Linked DNA regions of Mus musculus: all the other regions are linked to region 3. A link is a contact called in public HiChIP or PLAC-seq and promoter capture Hi-C data. All regions are on one chromosome and are shown on one strand. The core of a region is the stretch at or near the end of the contact, and the rest is flanking DNA. Distances in the headings are between cores, read along the strand shown.

Region 1 (2,700 bases), core at 78-2,577, 510 kb before region 3:
CTGTACCTCCCATTACCAGTACAAATCTATCAAGCGCATGCTAATAATTCTGAAATCTAAGGTGAAATGGATCAATACTTAGATAGATACAAACAACCAAAATTGTTCAACAGAAATAATCTCAATAATCAGAACTTTAGGAAAGAAATTTAATCTGTAGTTCAATTCTCTCTCCAGCTAAAGCTTCGCATTTGTGTGGCTTACTTCATGAGTTCTGCCAAGCATTTAGGGAGGAAGTTACATCAATTTTATACCAACTGCTTCACGAAGCACCTCCCAACTTGTTTTATGCCATCATTGTACTGACCACATTCAACGCTGTAAGGAAACAAACTGCAGACCCGTGTGTACTTAGGAACCTGAAAGCAAATGCAACAACAAAGCAAAAGTCATTCCCAGTGATAGCTAGCATAGAGATCCAGCATGAGCAAGTGGGACTTAATTCCAAGACTGTAAATCTACCGATTTATAAAATCCAAACAACATGACCTCCACTTCTATCGGGGGACAAGGCCCTATAGGTGATAATGGGACACAGTGGGGCACATGAGTGGTATCAGGATCACCGAACTTCTGTTCCCAATAGAGGTCATTTATATTAATTATGTTTCTCATTGTTGTAACCAAACACCCGACAGAAGCAAATTAAAGAAGGAAGGGTATTTTGGGCTCATGGTTTAAGAAGGGATACAGTCTACCACAGAGGGTAGGCAGGGAAGTGGGCACACGAGGCAGATGGTCACATTGCATCTGAGTCAGGAAGCAGAGAGCTGACAGGAAGTAGAGCTCAGACAGAAACCTCAAGGTTCATCTCCAGCAGCCCACGTCCTGCAGTGAGGCTCTGCCTCTTCAAGGTTCCATAACCTTCTGAAATAGAGTCTCCCATTTGGCACACTTCTCTTGAACCCACAGCCCACGGTGATCTCACAGAACTGCACTGGTAGCCTTTTCTGGTTGTTGTTGAACATAATCACTCAAGAAATTCTTAGGAGCTATCTCTGGAGAGCTGGACACAGTTGTGGGTATAATGCTGCCTAGAGAAGAGACACAACAATACCTCCCACAGCCTCCTGGGAAAGATCCAGTCTCAGGCCTCAATCCAGATCAACAGAACCAACACCAGCTCAGAAAAGGACAAGCAAAAAAAATTTTTTTTTCTGAAGAACTTAGCCAACATAGAAGCTTTCTTTAGCGGATAATGCACTTATACAAACATCTGATGACCCCTTTCTTTCTAAAGTGACACTGAGACCTGGGGACTGGCTGTTCTTCTCTTGACAAGAGGTCCTGTTACAACAATCCCCTAGAACTGAATCACAGACTGGTACAGGCCTGCCAAGAATCCTGACTCACCAGCCAAATGGTACTCCAAGGACACCCAAGGACATGGCTGGAGCTGCAGCCACCTGTGAAGCAAACTGAGAACCAAAAGGCTGCCCAGACCCAGGCTCGGTCTGTGGGATGTTTGCTGGGAAGGTCAGCCAGATCTCAGTTCCACCCTCCTCACCTCTTATGTCTTTAGTGGCTAGTTTTAGTTCTCAAAGCTAACTAGAACACCAAATTCCTTTCACTAAGACTCAGACTAAGACACAGACTTAAAAGAATGAGGAAAACCTGCCTTTATGGGAACTTTGGAAAATTAAAAGAACTGAACAGCAGTCAGAATTGCAAAGCTGGTAATATATATTTTATAAGGGTTAACTTTCTCATACTTCCTTTTATAGAGCAAGAGATATTTGAATTCCTCTTCTAGTCAAAGAGGGAAAGTAAGCCTTGAACCTCCAAATTTACTCAACAATCAGATCAGCTCAACCCGAAATCTCACAAATTCCATCTTAGACCTGTCAAGGTCACATATGCCCATTGTCAACACAAGTTAGTTCTCAGTAGCCTGCCCTCCTGGAATCCCGAACCATGTCAGTCAGGCATTTAGCCCAGGACACCATGAGCAGCTTGGATGCTGTGTACACTTAAGTTTCTACCCATCTTGGGGTGTGGGGAATCGATTCAACTCTTCAGCTGTGTCACATCACATGGTCCCTGGTAAAATGTTTCACCAACGAGTTTAGTGTAGAAGGCAAGACGAGCTTAGCAAAGCTTTTAGTTATACTACGCACTTGATGCTGTATTAACTGCTCCTGAAGTCAAGACAGAGGATACAGTCCCCGAACAGTTGTCTCCATCCCTAGTCAAGTTAATTCCATCTTTTTTTCCTGTTTTCTTCAAAGGCCTTATGCACTAACCCTTTCCCTGTGGCTGTTTACCCATCAGAAGCCTCACTCAGCAGAGGAGGAGCCCTCTTGTGGCCAAGATGGTATCTTATTTGTCCGTAGAGGCCCAGATCCCAGCATGGTGCCTGTCACGTAGACTCAATAAATGTTGAACGAATGGGCAACGTCCTGCTATGTGAATGAGAATATTCTCCAGTAAGTGTGCCGTCCTAACGATCTTCTCTGAGGGCATTGGCCTGCTGTTTCCCCGTGGTGTTAGAAATGGAGAAGGCTGACTGAATAATTCCACGGCTTCCTTCTGAGCTCTTCCCTTAGACACAGACCACTGTCAGGTTGCTAATACTGTTTCCCTGGGCCCACCACGAAGGATGCCGAGCCTTATCACTCTAAGGTGTTTGCTTCACGTAGCAACTTGCTTTTTAATGAGCTTGTTTATCTCACCATCTCGGATGTTAATGTGGTCGGGAGG
Region 2 (2,700 bases), core at 114-2,613, 530 kb before region 3:
TGTGTGTGTGTGTGTGTGTGTTTTATTCTGTGTGTATGGACAGAATGTATTGCAAAAGTAACTTTTCTTCACGAGATGGAATTGTCATCTCTGAGGCTTACTGTTGAATAACTCACCCTTCCTAGTTCTCTCTGAGCTCTGGCTGACTGGTTCAACTCAGCTGTTCTGGATCAAACTCCTCTCCAAGCTGACTGATTCAACCTGGCTTCTCTCAGCTTCTGACCGAATTCCTCTGCTTGGCTTCAAACTACCTTTGGCAATCTGTTCTAATCTTCTGGTTCCTTCTTATTCTCTGGTTCCTTCTGTCTTCACCAGTGTCTAGCTTGTTCTCTCTACTATCTGTCTCCATAAAAAAAATGCCCAGGTAAAAACTGTCTCTGTACTCCACAAATTGAACTGCCACCAACCAAACTGCCTCCTAACACTAAACTCCACTGTGCTGCCTCTCCACTGACTCCTGGGTGCTGGGATTAAAGGCATGTACCCCAATGCCTGGAACTAAGTTTTCTGTGCCTGGAACTCGCTCTGTAGCAGGCTGACCTTGAACTCAGGAATCTATTTGCCTCTGTCTCCTGGGGTTAAATGTGTGTCTGTATTCCAGCTAGAGTGTCATGTTGCTGGGTTAAATACCCTCTACATGTGTGTGAAGGTCAAAGTTTTATATTTTTGGTATCTGCCTAGATTTTTTTCCACTTTATGTATTGAGGCAACATCTTTGGATAATCCCAGAGATCACTGTTCTGGGTAGCTGGACTAGCTGATTGCTCTGTGAATTTCCTGTCTCTGCCTTCATGCTGGGTTACAGGCAGTTGGCTGTGCCCACTAGGATTTACACAAGGTCTTAGAATCTGAAGTCTGGTCCCCACCCTTGCAGGGCAATACTTACTCACTGAGCCATCTCCCCAATCTCAAATCTCACTCTTTCTCTCATCCATCCATCTGCGACATACTCATGAGGGTAAAGAAATGACAAAACGAATCAGACATATATTTCTCTCTCCTTCCTCTTCTAGTGATCAGGTGGCTACCTGGAGCTTCTTTTTAAGATTTATGTTGTCTATATACTCAATAATCACTCCACTTCTGCAAATCAGATTACAAAATAATTATAAACGCCAAATGTGATTCAAATTGCCTCTTACAGTTTGAGGCAGACAGGAAGATGGTGTTAATTTGCTGCACAATTGCTCCATGCAAGTCTGGGGCCATTAAAATAAATGTTACATCACAACAGCACACAGCATCCTGCGCATAGGAATTCATGGCCCTGAAAGTTCCAAACGCTGTCATTTTGTGTGAACCTCTCTAACTTATGGGAAGCAGGGGAGTTGTATTAGCAGAATTTGAACTGACAAACAAAGCGTGTGACTCAGAGACTGTGTGTTCCTGAGTTCCCATTAGTATGAAGTAATCAAGTCTCTTCCCTTGAAGTGAAATTAAAAACCTAGAAAGAATGTTCCCTTTTTTCATTTCCTCTGGGTCTGTGATGTTTAGAATCAAATTTCTAGCTTTAATGATGAATGACCCTATTTAGAAATAGAAAATTCATATTAGAATTTCTATTCTTCTTTCTCTTAACTCCAACACCTCTTTCCCTAAGAAATGATGAGTCAAGGAAGCAGGATGGAGCTGAGACTTTGATGGGAAGACTTCAAGCCTAAGAGAGATTCCAAAATATATCAGGTACAGATTTTTCCATGTTTAACCAGGACCGAAGAAGCACATCTGCACAGATCACATGACCTATTGCTTAAGTCACTGTGTTTGCCCCTGTTGTACATGCCGATGGTTAGTCAAAGTTATAGAAAAGGATTCTATTTCCAATACTGGTTTGAAAACATATTGGAATGACAAAGTACCCTTCCAATACTGAATTAATGTCATTGAAAATCCCTAAATCTCCGAGGCATACAATTAAAACTCAAAGGACATAGCGTGCTGCTATAGAAATTCCCTGGTGAGACTGGGTGCAGGCTGAGAGGCAGACACACTGGTTACTTTTTCATTGCTATAACAACACATCTGTCTTGACTCATGGTGCACAAGGGTAGAATACTTTATGGTGGGGAAGGTCTGGAAGAGTTCACAGTTGCAGCAGTGTGGTTATGATTTCTTACATCTGGACAGAACAGGAAAGAGAGAAGAGAATGATGATACTTCAATCACACCTGGAACAGCTGTGAAAATCAGATCAACTTTACTTGGAGTGATTCAAGGCTTGTGTAATTTGAGGGAATGGGGTAGCAATATCCAGAATTGTCAAAGGTCACTGGCTGAAGGCTTAAGGTACCAAAATGCCTCATTAGTATGGGGGAAGTACTTCAGGAATCTCAGGTGCTAACTGAACAGGATCTTATCAGGAGAATAAAAGTTGATCCTGTAATCTAACTAAGGCTACTTGCAGACATTCCTCAGGTAGAGGGTTTTGAATTCCCAAGACAAGGTCAGAGAAGGAGACACCCTGCTAATGAAGGCAGTCCTTCATATTGCAGAGTCCCAGAAGGCTATCTGATCAGTGGTGGACTTTGACTTTAATTAGCTGAGTTTTCCCACCCAGCCTGTAGACCCATCCCATAGGATACTACCATCTATATTCAAGGTAGCTCTACCAGTCTCTGTCTAACCTTTCAAGAAACTTACTTAGAGATAAACCCAGAGGTGGGCACGTAGTCCAGCTGACAAAGAGAATTATCTTTAGCA
Region 3 (2,700 bases), core at 146-2,645:
ACTCAGAAATCCACCTGCCTCTGCCTCCCAAGTGCTGGGATTAAAGGCGTGCACCACCACCGCCTGGCTTCTGAAGCTTTTCTGAATCCTCCGTGAAGAATCGGTCTTGCGCTCTCAACACTTTAGCTATAATTCTATCTTACTATGGCGTACAATTTCCCTGGGGAATTTTGGAACCAAGGAATCTTATCTTGCTCCATCTTACAGGGCCCAGTACTGTTCCTGACATATATTTAATGTCTATTAAAGACGTATATTTATAGTTATATCTTTATTTAATAGACATATATTTAATATCTATTAAAGGAGTCCTGGATAAATATAAGGCAAGAGAAACTAAAAAGGTAATGCTACAGAAGATTTATAAATTGTGTGCAGTGAAATTTGGAAGAACAATGACAGAAAATGGAAGTCAAACTGGGCATGGTGGCACAGTTATGGAAAGCTAGGACAGGGGGGTCTCTTGAGTGCTCCAGGTCAACCAGGGCTCCATAGTGCAACCCTGTCTCAAAAAAACACAAGGACGCACAAAGGAAGACTTCTGAGTTTTCTTGAGGAAAAAGAGCAGATCTGAGAATTGGGAGGAATCGAGTGCTCTTATATCAAGGCCTTCCCGTCATTTTCTCGCCCCGCTTGCACACGGTAATTTACAGTCCATCACGGAGGACATCTGAGTGTATGAGGCTCTCTCAAGACATCCTACTTTTACACACCACACCTTTTTCTATCCCCGTGTCCGTCCCCCCCCAACCCCCCGGCTGTTTTTTTTTTTCTTTCTTTCTTTTTTTTTTCGAGACAGGGTTTCTCTGTATAGCCCTGGCTGTCCTGGAACTCACTCTGTAGACCAGGCTGGCCTCGAACTCAGAAATCGGCCTGCCTCTGCCTCCCAAGTGCTGGGATTAAAGGCGTGCGCCACCACCGCCCAGCCCCCAAAACACTTCTAACTCAAATTCAACGTTTTCACTTCTTCCCCTTCGACTGCGCCACCGTTCCTTCCAATAAAAGCCCGGCCGCAGCAAGCGAGTTGTGCAGCCCTTCTCCTCCAACGGCGTCCCCGGCATCATAAAGGCTGGTTTAACCAGCGCCCGAGGACTCCTCGACTCGGCTCGCCCAGCCCAGGACCGGGGCGAGCCCCCAGACCCTGACGCTCCGCACGCGGTGGCCTAACTTTTCGGCCACGGAGGCGGGGATGCGGGTGAAGTCCAGCCACCGTGTGACAGGGTTCTAGTGTGAGGTAGGCGATCGGGCTCGGAGAGCAGGTAACGCACTGCCGAGGTCGCAACGCCGCCGCCACCACACCGCCATCCTCCGACCGACCTGGCTTTCCAACTCTCGCGAGACCGGGCCTGGCGCGCGCCTTCGGCCCCCGAGACTTGCGCGTTGCCGCTCTCTCCCGACTATGGCGGCCAGACGGCGGGAGTGAAGCCTGTAGTTCCGGGTCGGCGCCCCGGAAGCGGAAGTGTAGACTCGGGGCTGTCAAAGTTGTAGCGCTCCTCGAGGGTCGGTCCCGCCACGTCTCTTCCCGGTCTCTCTGGCTCTGGAGTGCTTTCCCCCCGCGGAGGGTGGGAGCGCGGGGACAGACGGGCGAGATGAGCACCATGTTTGCAGACACGCTGCTCATCGTCTTTATCTCCGTGTGCACCGCGCTGCTCGCCGAGGGTGAGGGCGGCTGTTTCCTTGGACGTTTGATTAATCCCAGGGTGGAAGGGCACTGGGGTCCCTCGCACCCCATGAGCAAAGATCGGGAGCCTCACTCCCTGCGGCCTGCGTGGTCCGTTGCAAGAAATCCCGGGCTCATCCCCCTATAGAAGCAGGAGAGTAGTGTGGAGTCATACGTCCTGATTTTCTTTACGTATTTGTGGATACACTGAAAAAAACAAAACAAAACATGGGTTGATCTGACTTTGAAAAAAGTTACTGATAAGTATAGAGCAAAATGTCGAAATCCTTTTGTCTCCAATACTAACAATTAAAGATGGTTTGTTGTGATTTCCATTTATTTCTCATTAGCATGTTGCTTTTACTGTTTAGGCATAACCTGGGTCCTGGTTTACAGGACAGACAAATACAAGAGATTGAAGGCAGAAGTGGAAAAACAAAGTAAAAAATGTGAGTATGGTAAGACGGTGGACGGTTCAACACGGGAAGTTCAATGGGTGCATGTTCACAGTAACTAAGAGAGGAGTATACCAAGAATACTACAAGCCAGTGTTCCTTGTTAGGGCAACTGAAATCTCAACACTCAGGAGATGGACATGATTGTGAGTTCGCAGCTAGTGTGGGCTACATAGGGAGATTCATGTTACAAACAAAACCATACTCTAACTTGGTAAAGATAGAAATCAAAGACCTTTGTGCAGCATCTTTAATAAAGCTAAAAGGAATCTGGGTGTGGTAGAGCTCCAGATAGGGCAGGCCTGGTCTACATAGTGCATTCCAGGCTGGATCTACTTCCTGTCGAGACCTTGCCTAAAACGGGGGGGGGGGGGGGGGGGGCGGGGAGCTAAAGGGGAAAGGGGTCATGGCAGACACACACACACACACACACAGAGTCTTCATTCTAAAGAAGAGGTCCTGTTCTGTTGTGAGAGACTATGGAAGATCTCATGGTACAGATGGACCCAGTGCCTTGTGGATTAGTTAGAATGTAGATAGAAGATAAAAGAGGGAGAGGAAATTCTAGGGAAAGGAAAAATCACG

What was found. Promoter capture Hi-C pulls out the DNA fragments that hold promoters and counts their contacts. HiChIP or PLAC-seq counts read pairs in DNA pulled down with a chosen protein or histone mark.
Region 1: a contact with region 3 is called in a promoter capture Hi-C map of the HPC-7 cell line. The contact joins the enhancer-like site here to the promoter of Tmco1 in region 3. A contact is called at or near these places in 8 of 39 promoter capture datasets (the 3T3-L1 cell line, the C10 cell line, the HPC-7 cell line and 3 more), 7 of 484 Hi-C or Micro-C datasets (adipose-derived mesenchymal stem cells, bone marrow-derived macrophages, cerebellar granule neurons and 3 more), 8 of 115 datasets of contacts at active chromatin or transcription factors (the 230-238 cell line, bone marrow-derived macrophages, embryonic fibroblasts and 4 more) and 2 of 9 other capture datasets (adipose tissue and pancreatic islet).
Region 2: an H3K4me3 HiChIP or PLAC-seq map of bone marrow-derived macrophages shows a contact between it and region 3, with 4 times the contacts expected there. The contact joins the enhancer-like site here to the promoter of Tmco1 in region 3. A contact is called at or near these places in 6 of 39 promoter capture datasets (the 3T3-L1 cell line, the C10 cell line, the HPC-7 cell line and 2 more), 1 of 15 datasets of contacts at CTCF or cohesin (the NIH/3T3 cell line), 5 of 115 datasets of contacts at active chromatin or transcription factors (bone marrow-derived macrophages, embryonic hindbrain, large pre-B cells and 2 more) and 1 of 9 other capture datasets (pancreatic islet).

Annotation. Positions count from the first base shown.
Region 1 is chr1:166,792,509-166,795,208 of GRCm38.p6, forward strand. No RefSeq gene overlaps it. Among named protein-coding and RNA genes, the nearest start is that of Gm33404, 61 kb to the right of the region's middle. Within about 2 kb of position 1,328, at least 59 of the 459 cell types and tissues checked have an H3K27ac peak or open chromatin away from gene starts, as enhancers often do. A contact at or near this core is called in the 230-238 cell line, the HPC-7 cell line, bone marrow-derived macrophages and 3 more, where this site is marked.
Region 2 is chr1:166,775,133-166,777,832 of GRCm38.p6, forward strand. No RefSeq gene overlaps it. Among named protein-coding and RNA genes, the nearest start is that of Gm33404, 79 kb to the right of the region's middle. Within about 2 kb of position 1,364, at least 2 of the 459 cell types and tissues checked have an H3K27ac peak or open chromatin away from gene starts, as enhancers often do. A contact at or near this core is called in bone marrow-derived macrophages, where this site is marked.
Region 3 is chr1:167,307,275-167,309,974 of GRCm38.p6, forward strand. Tmco1 (transmembrane and coiled-coil domains 1) reads left to right here and starts at 1,396. Exons shown (of 7, transcript NM_001039483.1): 1 at 1,396-1,659; 2 at 2,032-2,109. The coding sequence starts at 1,590.